Linked DNA regions of Mus musculus: region 2 is linked to region 1. A link is a contact called in public Hi-C data. All regions are on one chromosome and are shown on one strand. Each heading gives the region's core, a stretch centred on a gene start, on an enhancer-like site or on the middle of the called end of the contact. The rest is flanking DNA. Distances are from core to core; before and after follow the strand shown.

Region 1 (5,317 bases), core at 1,280-3,779:
AAACAACTTGGGATTAGCACTGATTTCTGCTTAAGTGAAGCAATCACATTTCAGAGAAAGGTGAAAAAAAGTGTTCAAATTCATAACAGAAATCAAAGAATTAGGACCATATTGATTACTGCTATAATTCCCCACTCTCTGTGTAAATGTCTACTTTTATATATGGTTGGTAATTAAAATTTTACTAGACAAGTTCTACATATGAAGTACTTTTAGGTTACTAAAATATGCATATATCATGTTTTGGCTTTACAATCAAGCAAAAAATATGAAACAAAAAAAAAGGATCATCACAGTGTACTACTACGTCAAAGATCACATGCCAAATGTCTTTATAGATTTATTTCTTCAATCCTTTTTGCTGATTGAATGACTGTTTTTCTATTGCTGACATAAATTATGGAATAAAAAAAACCAATGCGGTTTTTATAAAGTGAAAGAGAAGCATACAGATAGAATATGAATGTGTGTATCCATTTTCAAAGAAGGCTAAAGAAATGGATAAATGAAACAAAATATTACCTCCTAATGTAAGCTGTAACCATGAGGCCTACAACAGAAATATATTTTTAGTACTGCTGGAATAAAATTTGGCTCTATTTTGAAATATAGGTATAATATATAAATATAAAGAAAATATAGCACTATAAAATGAAAGCCATAAGAATATATCATATAGGAATACAGAATAGTTATTTTTAATCAAGACTGCTACTCTATAAATCTAAATCTAGATTTACCTTTCGATTGTTGCCAACTATAACAAACTACAACTTCATGATTTTTTAACTCATTAAAGTTTATTTTGGAAATTAATTTTGTTACATATGTGAACAATTTGTTCACAACAAAAATTGAGATGAAAACCTCTTCTCGGTTTACAACAGTAAATAAATAATTCAGTTAAAACTGAAGTGATACCAATCCAGCAAAATATTGATGGGGATATCTGGCCTTCTATGCAGCAAGAACAACATAAAGTTTTCAATGGGGATTACTTGTTCAGACAAGTTACAACGATTAGAGGGGGAAAAGTTAGTTATGAAATATCTAATATTTCCATGTTGTGGAAAATGAATACCAGAAAGGTATGTGGGAAAAGAGAATACCAATGGCATTTAAACTTTAAGCATTTTAAGCTTTAAATATATAGTCAAACATGAAGCAAATATTTTTTACAAAAAAAAAAAAAGAGAGAGAGAGAGAGACAAGTGTAAAATCCAACCAAAGGCCTTATGAAGTAAAATTTGAAATTCGCTATGCCATTCAGACAAAATGAAAAATGGAGAAGCTAAACACCTAACGTAAAACCAGTCAAGTCTTTCAACACTAAAGTCAATATCCAAGCCACAGACAAGCAAAGAGAGAGAAACACTCAGGTCTACAACTGGTTAAAGCAGTTCCAACACAATTCAGATCCCGACATTTTCCCACTCAGAAACAAATGCAGGCAGCTTTTCCTGAGGAAAGAGGAAAAAAAAATCTCTCCAAACGTAATTTTTTAAGTGACATCCAGAAAGTATGCCTCTTTTCTGTCTCTTTCCCTGGCGCCTCATTGGAGGAAGGAGGGGGTTGTTTTTGTATTCTCCCCCAGTGAAGCAAGACACAATCAGATGTTAGCTGGAGAAAGCACTTTTGACAACAGCAAATAAAAATAAAAGTGTCCTTCCTTCCCTGACAGGGTGGACACCCCACCTCACACACCCCTCCTCACTCCCGCCCCTCCTTCACTCCCCCCCCCCCCAGCACCACCCCCTCCTCACCCCGGAGCTCCACTGCGTATGAGGTTTGGTGCTACTGCTGCCCCGGAGTGAAAGTCAGAGCCAGAGGAAGGCAATGGAGCCCCCACAGACACACTTACCTTTCCTGCCCCCCACTTTTGAGTGCCTTCCCTGGAGCTGTGGAGGATGACACAAAGGGTAATAAAGGGGGGGAGTGGAGGAGGAGGAGGCGAAGGAGGAGGAGGAGAGCTGGGGAAGTGGCTGCTCCCGGTGTAGGGAGATGTCTTCAGCCAGGGCCAAGCAGCAGCAACAGCAACAGCAGCAGCAGCAGCAGCAGTAGCAGCAGCAGCAGCCAAGGGTCTGTGTTGCTAAGAGGCTTTTGGTCTCTTTCTCTCCTTCTCTCCCGGCCACAGAGAAGGAGGGTGGAGGGGGCTCTGGAAGCAGGCGTGTGGAGGGCTGAGCGGGTAGGAGTCGTGGATGGGGGTTTTTCTAAGAAGAAGAAACTCCTCTCCTCTCTCAGGCTCAATTCCCCCACTCGGGGCTCAGAGCTGGAGGGTGGGGGAGGAACTCGGCCGCCTTCCCCCCACCCCCCTCAATTCAAGGTTGAAGTGGGGTAAAATTAGTGTCCTGTCCCTTTAAAAATAGAAATAAAAGGTGCCCCCCCTCTGCCACTGCCTCTCTCTTCATCATCAGCTGCTGCTGCTGCTGGGGTCTCTCTGCTTGGGGGGGAGGGGGGGCTCGGGGAGACGAGACGGGAGGCACTCACTGCGCATGTCCCGTTCTGACGGGAGGCTGGTTGGTGGAAGGCAAGGAGGAGGGGGAGGGGAGGAAATGAGATGGTTTTCCCAGAAGGCTCCAAGGCGCTGGCGACCCGGAAGCCATTGTAAGCAGGGGGTAGCCGGGCGGGGGCGGGAAGAGGGAGGAAGTTGCTACTCTAGAGCAGCCCCAGCTGCCTCCTCCCTCCTCTGGGAGAGCGGAGGGACGGAAGTAGGCGGGGACCGACCTGAAAGCAGGTCACGTGGTGGGGCGGAGCGGGGGCGGGGCCGCCAAAGCCGGCCGGTCGCCGTGCATGCTGGGAGTTGCTGTGCGCGGTGGGCTGCAGTAGGAGCAGCGGGACTGAGAAGGTGGTGAACATCCTTCGGTCCTCACCGTCGGCGGCGGCCGGCTTTGCCCGATTTAGGCAGGCTTGACTGGGAGAGGTAAGGCCGGTCTCGTAGGCAAGGTGAGGGCCGCAGTGGCTACGGGCGGGTGGACAATCTGAGGGGAGTGGGAGGCTCGTGCAGGCCGGGTAGGCCTAAAGCAGGAGGCCTGCCCCTGGCTCTCGGCTTCCGGGAGCTGCTGTGGACGAAGCGGGCACAGAGCTCAGCAGAGACGGGCTACAGAAGGCTTTTGGGTGAGGAACATGATTGGGCAGTGTTGAGAGGTCAGGTTCTCTGCAGAGAGAGAAGCACTACCTGCTTTAGAGCGTGCGACATATTTGGAAAAACCTAACCAGATGTGTGCCTTTTGATCAGCTTCTGCGGTAGCCTTGCTCATACACATCCTGCCTTCCTGACTTTTCTGTTTTCTTTGGGATTTTGGAGAAGCTGTAGGCATGTAGGCAAGGAACGGGCAGGAAAGGTCTGAGTGAGGGCTCCCTGCATGCTCTCTGCCTTAATGCTGCAAACACAAAAGACTGCCCGTTTGAGGATGCTTGGGATTGTTTGGTCTTTCATACAGAGTTTTGTCACTAAAAAAGAAAAGCCTTGAAATATTCTTTTCTTGTGGAGCTAAAGAGAAAGCTTTTTGTCTGGGTGTTTCTTTTTTTTATAGTGAAATAACGGCTTCTTTTTCATTTTAACTTTCTTCGTTAGTCTTTTAGCTGGTTTTTGTCAAGATACATCGGAGGACTATTACCTCGTCTTTAATAATCCAAGTTACATTAAAAAAAATTCAAAATCGGAGATCTTCGCACTTACTCTTACTTAGTCTTAACTATTTTAGTTCTGCTCAGTAGGATTCAGTCTGTTAAAAGTTACACATTTTCCCGAATTGTTCTTGGTGCAAGTCTATACAGTACGCTATTTAATGTATCCATTGCACGGTGCTTTTTTTTTTTTTTCCTTCGTCCTAGGGAGGTAATTATGTCAGATGGGTTCAAAACAAAACTCCAGTGCCCTAAAATTTTTATTAGAAAACCAAGTCTCAATCTTCTTATAGAAAACTATTATGACCTAGGTAAAACTTTTAAATCCTGTTTTGTGTAATGGCCTAAGTGTGTGGGAAACTGCACAAAACACAGATGTAGAGAACGACTGTAGCATACATAACCTGTAACCACTATGAATCAAGAACCAAAACATGGGTAGCAGCTGGCAGGAACAGGCCCACTAATTGCTTCCAGGCCTCTCTTCCTCTGGTGCCACCTTACTATTATCTTGATTCTTGTGATTCACTGCTTTTCTTTTAGTAAAAATGTATGTCAGCGCTTCTAAACAAATTCTCAATTGGCCTCTTTTTATCTGCTTGTAGGTAGGTAGTTCACACACCCTATTAAGTCGGACCCTTTATTTACCTGGCTGAGATTTGACCCTGTTAATACATTTTGCTGTAATTTATATATTTTTTTGTTGTGGTGTAAGAGTTTCTAAGGTAAAGGCACTGTTTTTATAACTAAGCCACCATTAGTCTTAATGGACTTTGACTTGTATTCATTTCTTTACTACTAAATGATCTACATAGCTACATAATAATGATCTGAATACTACATAATTTTATGTGAATATAGCTATGTATTTTTATGAGTTGTATGTGGCTGTCTTCAGTTTCACCAAACATTTAGACTGGCATGCTGTCTCATCCCCCGGCCTCAGGTGTGAGCGAGCCTTACTTGTACCTTCTCACCAACAACTAGCTTTTAATTTTGTCAATCTAATGAGGGTAGTTTTATAATTTGCTCTGTGTTGAGTAAAGTTCTGTACTGGTGATATTGACTGTTTTCAGAAACTTGGCTGTTTGGATTTATTCATTCAGAAATTGTCTTTTAAATCATCCTTTTAAAGTCTTTTGTATAGTTTCTTTTTCTATTTTGCTGTTTTCCATAAGGATTTGTAGCATTGCGGCAGATAGATAATCTGTTCTTGTAATATTACATTCTTTTCTTTTTTTTTCTTTTTTTTTTTTTTTTATTGTTTTTTCAAGACAGGGTTTCTCTGTGTAGCCCTGGCTGTCCTGGAACTCACTTTGTAGACCAGGCTGGCCTCGAACTCAGAAATCCGCCTGCCTCTGCCTCCAAGTGCTGGGATTAAAGGCGTGCACCGCCGCTGCCACCACCACCCGGCCTAGTGTTACTTTTTTAATTTATATCTTGTTATTGTTTCTTGAACTTTCTATTTAGCTTTAACTCCAGGACATAGGGTTTCAACTTGGCCACCAGCCCCATGTGGCTTTTGAGCACTTGAAATGTATTGTTATAGGTAGTTTGACTTACAGTAGGAATTTTTTTTAGTGTTTTGTTGTTTCATTTTATATTTGAAAAGTGTGTAAAACACCTCAGCTTCTCATTATATTTGCTTGTTAAAATTTTAACTACTTTCACCTTTTTTGCTTTATTAAAT
Region 2 (5,317 bases), core at 1,496-3,995, 150 kb before region 1:
AAGTGTAGAGATGAATGAGTTTCATTTATTCAAACAGAAAAATCTTCAAGTTATGAATTTCTTATTAAAGACATAAATTAATTTAATTATCTAAAGCAAGGAGAAGGTAGGTCTATTTTAAGTAAATAAACAAATCTAAAAATTACATTGAAATTTCTCTTTAGAAAATTCAGGCAGTTCTGTTCAACACAGATTTTATTAGCATTTTCTCTCTCTTCTTTTATACATTTGGAATTTATTGTATACTGGGTTGGAGTGGCGTGTGGTGGATGTCCTATATTTATGCACTATGAGGTCAGAGGACAACCTGCCGGAGTCAGTCCTCTCCTGTCACCATGTGGAATCTAGCAATGGGGCTCAAGCTGCTGAGCTTATTGGCAAGCTCTTACAGGCAGAGCCTTGTCCTAAGCCCCTGCTGTAGATGGAGATGCATGTCACAGGGGGAGTAGTTTCTATAGTACTTTTTAACTATCCAGTTTCTGTGCACATGTTTGGTTTATTTTGAGATTGTAATTTAATTACAGCATTTTCCTCTTCCCTTTCCTCCCTTCAAACCCTCCAATATACCTCTCAGCTTGTTTTCAAATTCATGGCCTCTTTTCTCATCAATTGTTATTGCATGCATATATGTTTGTACACACACACACACATCTTAAATATGACCTATTGATTCCATGTAATATTTCTACGTAAATTTTCAGGGCTAACTGTTTGTCACTGGACATCTACCCGGGACTCTTCTCCAACTCCCAGATTTACTTAGTTCTGTTAGAAATTTGTTCCTTATTCCTAGTTCTTACAAAATATAATCTGAATTATACTTGGCCTGTTTTAAGAGCTAGATAAAAAAAATTACTAAGTTCAAAATTTCTGACTTGTGCAAAAACTAAAACTCTATTCTTATCACACGAATTCCCTAATCAGTATTTTATACCATCTTAGGAAAGCTTGGCAGAAAAAGTGTTTTTATAAAGATAATGAATGTGATTGACAAATGGATTTATCCAGAGAATATACCCTTTACCTAAAAAGCTTTGTTCTTATTACCTGACAGTACAATCATGGAGGAAAATTTAATTTTACAGGGCCATTTCTTTAGCAGGTGGTTTTAGAGTATACTACGTTTCAAGTTACACACAAATGAATTTGAATACAGTACCATTGTTGCTTTTATTCATTACTATTGATTCCTGTGTTTGTGTCTATACATTAAAATACTTGAGATATTTCTGAAAATACTAAGTGAGGTTGTTTGTGAGCGATTCTGACTTAAATTTTATGATGCTAACAGTTTATATTAAAAGTCACAGACTAATTCCAAATGCAGTATTCTATATGCCTTAAATTCCATTAAATATGGCTGAAACTTGAAATATAAATTTGTAGTTTTAGCATATTTCCAATTTCTTGTAAAATATGCTTTCTTAAAATATTTCTACACATCTAATTATAAAATTCAGAAATGTGTAGGAAAATACATGCTTTCTTGTGTCCCACCGCTGTAGTAGTGCACATGTTCTCTTGTCTCCCACAGCTGTAGTAGTGCACCTGTTCTCTTGTCTCCCACAGCTGTAGTAATGCAATAGCTGTCTTGTCTTGCATAGCTATAGAAGAGCATCTATGCAATTTTCAAAATACTAATCATATGTATCCTAAAAGTAACTTTAAAAACATTTTAATTTACATTTTCAATGATTTAATCCATACATTATCATAGTAAGAAATTAATTAATAAAATAAAATCCCAGCAATTCAGTGTAATAGTAATTAAACATCTGAATAAATAAAAATATTTGTAGATTATGCCTCCTTTAGAAAGGCCTCCAATTTTTTAACAAAAATTTTAATCATACAATCCATGGATGATTTCTGTTTAGAACTGTTTTGTGAAGGAGAATAATTTTACCTGAGCATATGCAAACTGCTGTTTAATAGAGTGACGACCATTAGAATGTTTATTCTAAATTATTCTATCAATGGACCTTGAATTAGTATGGTTCAAATGTAACTATGACATCTTTGTAGCAAAGAGCATAAGACCCTACTAGGTATGTCTATGACCCACAGAAAGAAAAATTCAAATGTGACTGTGAATCTTGCCCACTGACAACATTTTCTTCAGCCCTTTGCTGCATGTATACATAATCTGGCTTCAATAGGCACTGTATTTAAAATATAGAGGAACTGAAGTTCCTTTCATGTTGATAATTTTTAGGCTTCACAAAGAACTAATAACAAATGAATTATGTTTGTAAAAATAAGCAGTATTTTTTCCTTTTCTTCCCTAACCAGTATTTTCTAAAAATATTCACTCCATATGGACAAACTCTTTGGTTGGAATAATCTGGTCCTGATAGAAGTGTTCCCTCATCTGCAAGGGCAAGCGGCCTTGTAATGCAACACCTTAACCTTTCCAGCCCTGGGAAAAGAGATAGTACTGTCATGTCCAATCCAATGGTATACTTTCATTATATTCATTATTTTGGGGAAACTAGTTAATTTAGGGTTATGATCACCTTCTAGTATAATCAGATTTTCAGAAAGTAACTGCAACATATTTCTAAACAAAGTAACAGAGAACATTCATATGTGGGTGGAGAGAGAGGGGGAGAGGGAGGAGGGATAGAGGTAGGGGGGAGGGAGGAGGGAGGGAGGAGAGAGAAATGACCCAGGTGACTGTATGCTTGTTGACATGGGCATGTGTATGCCAAGTACTACACTACCTTAGCCCCATGAGACTTGGCAAAGCCTTCCTTGGGTGAAGTTCACTGGGATGACAAAGCTTTCCTCTAATCCAAGTGTGATTATGGACAGTTTGTGCTTTCTCCCCTGTTTATAGTCTGAAGACTGTGCCCCAAAGAGACTCTGCTGACTGAGACTAGTGAAACCCACTTCTTTGTTTTTGTGTATGCAGTAACTATGCCTCCTTTTTAAAAAGCATGGGGCCACTCACCCACCATCAAAAAACTGGACCCAGAATTATTCCTGTCTAAAAGAAATTCAGGGTCCAGTTTTTTGAATTTTGAAAGAATTTCAGTTCACTAAATCAGCTCTACAGAATGCACTAGAAAGAAAGCTTCAGTCTGAAGGGTTAACTATATCAAAGAAGACAAAAGTTATAAATAATCCCAGAACTGTCAACAGAAAAGGGGGAGTTAAAAATGATAATAGGAATCTATAAACAGTACTCATTATTAACAATCCATGCCAATGACCTTAATTCCCCAATAAAAACAAACAGACTAACAAACTGGATTAGAAAAGAGGATATGTCCTATACATCCAAAAAACAAATGTCACCATCAATGACAGATGTCACTTCGGGGAAAAAGAATGGAAAAATGTATTCTAAGCAAATGTATCCAAGAAGCAAGCAAACATAGCTATTCTCATAACTTGACAAAAAGATTTCAAGCCAAGACTAATCAGAAGAGACAGGCAAGGACACCAAATGCTCATTTAAGGAAAAATCCACTGATAATTTCATAATTCTAAGCATTTATGCACCAAATATAAAAGTACCCAAGTTCAAAACAGAAACTATACTACAGGCTAAAACCACATATCGAAACCCCTGCTCCTTGCCCAGCCACAGTGATAGATGGTGACATTGGGATCATTGAGATCATTGAGACAAAAACCAAGCAGAACAGAATTAAATAACTGTATAAATCAAATGGGTTTAACAGATATTTACAAAACATTCCATTTAAAACTAAAGAATATTGCTTTCTTCTAATCAGCTCATTGCTTTCTCCTAAATCGCCCAAATACTAGGATATAAACCAAGTCTCAACAGATATAAGAAAACTGAGTAACACCCTGTAGCCTATCTGACTTCCATCAATTAAAGCTAGATATCAAGAGCAACAGAAATAGCAGAAACTATACAAACTCATAGAGACTGAATAACTTACCACAAATTAAAAATGAGTCATGATAGAATCCAGAAGCAAATGACAAATATTCTTGAATGGAATGAATATTAAAACACAATATATCCACATGTACAGGAAACCATAAAGGCACTTCTATGAGCCAAGTTCCTAAGCTAAGTGTGTATATCAAAACCTGTGAGACCTTGTATTGCTTCTTCTAAAAGCTGAGGAGCAAAGAGAAGAAACAATGCCCCAAAGAGGAAGACACAGAAAGAAATGATCTAACTCAGGGATGAAATCAATGAAATGGAAAATAAATCAATGAGATGAATGTTGTCTGAGAAAGTCAACAACACTGACAACCCCTTAGCCAACTTAATTAAAATGAGGCAGAAGACACACACACACACACACACACACACACACACACACACACACACACCAAAATTACAGATGAAAAGGGAAGAGGGAAGAGGTAGTCAGATTTCTGTGTGTGTGTGTGTGTGTGTGTGTGTGTGTGTGTGTGTGTGTGTGTGTGTGTGTGTGAGAGAGAGAGAGAGAGAGAGAGAGAGAGAGAGAGAGAGAGAGGAGAGGAGAGGAGAGAGAGATATATGAATTTAGTGCAGAATTCAGTTAGTCCTTCAAAGAACTGATACAAACGTTCCACAAATTATTCCACAAAATAAAACCTGAAAGAGCACCTCAAAAATCTTTTAAGATAAAGTGATAAACTTTTAATAAAATACTTGCAAACCAAATCCAAGAACGCATCAAAAAGAGCATCCACTATGATCAAGTAGGGTTCATCCCAGTGATGTCGACAGTTTTCAACATTTGTAAATCAGTAAATGTCATCTACACACAAAGTAGATTGAAAGGTGAAACCATATGATAATCACATTAACTGCAGAAAAGGCCTTTGACAAAAATGCAAAAAGGCTTCAGGACAATAGCCCGAAGAGACTAGATTTACAAAGACATAGCCTGGCACACTAAAGGCAATTTACAGCAATCATTTGTGTAAAGTGCCACATTACAGATCGGGGATAGAATTTCACCAATTATATACCTGATAAGAGCGTGACTATCTAGAATTTATAAAGTAGTAAAAAAATGACATGAAAAAAATGCAAGCAAAAATGAGTTATAGAAGGAAGCAGAGTTCTCAAAAGATGAAACACAAGTAGTGAAGAAACACTTACAGGATGGTCAACATACTTGTCTGTCAGTGAAAATGCAAATCAGAACTACAGTAGATTTCATTTTACAAAAATCAACAAATGACAGCTGAAACTGGCACATAGTAGGCCCAACATTCACCTTTTTACGTTAACAGACAGTACACAGAAGATATACTTAAAAGGCATTCTTTTTTTTAACAAATGGTTTGTATATCAGACACTTATACAGTGAGCATTTTTATTCATCAGGTATCAGTC

What was found. A called contact is a pair of places that touch in the nucleus more often than the background predicts.
Region 2: a contact with region 1 is called in a Hi-C map of liver, with 2.1 times the contacts expected there. The contact joins the enhancer-like site here to the promoter of Mbd5 in region 1. A contact is called at or near these places in 9 of 39 promoter capture datasets (the 3T3-L1 cell line, 3T3-L1-derived adipocytes, the C10 cell line and 4 more), 3 of 484 Hi-C or Micro-C datasets (cortical neurons, liver and olfactory sensory neurons), 2 of 115 datasets of contacts at active chromatin or transcription factors (the SCID.adh cell line and bone marrow-derived macrophages) and 2 of 9 other capture datasets (adipose tissue and pancreatic islet).

What each region holds. Positions count from the first base shown.
Region 1 is chr2:48,946,720-48,952,036 of GRCm38.p6, reverse strand. Mbd5 (methyl-CpG binding domain protein 5) reads right to left here and starts at 2,529. Exons shown (of 17, transcript NM_029924.2): 1 at 2,488-2,529. Orc4 (origin recognition complex, subunit 4) reads left to right here and starts at 2,770. Exons shown (of 14, transcript NM_011958.4): 1 at 2,770-2,920.
Region 2 is chr2:49,094,374-49,099,690 of GRCm38.p6, reverse strand. All of the region lies in intron 3 of Mbd5 (methyl-CpG binding domain protein 5), which reads right to left. Among named protein-coding and RNA genes, the nearest start is that of Mbd5, 150 kb to the right of the region's middle. Within about 2 kb of position 2,745, at least 2 of the 459 cell types and tissues checked have an H3K27ac peak or open chromatin away from gene starts, as enhancers often do. A contact at or near this core is called in liver, where this site is marked.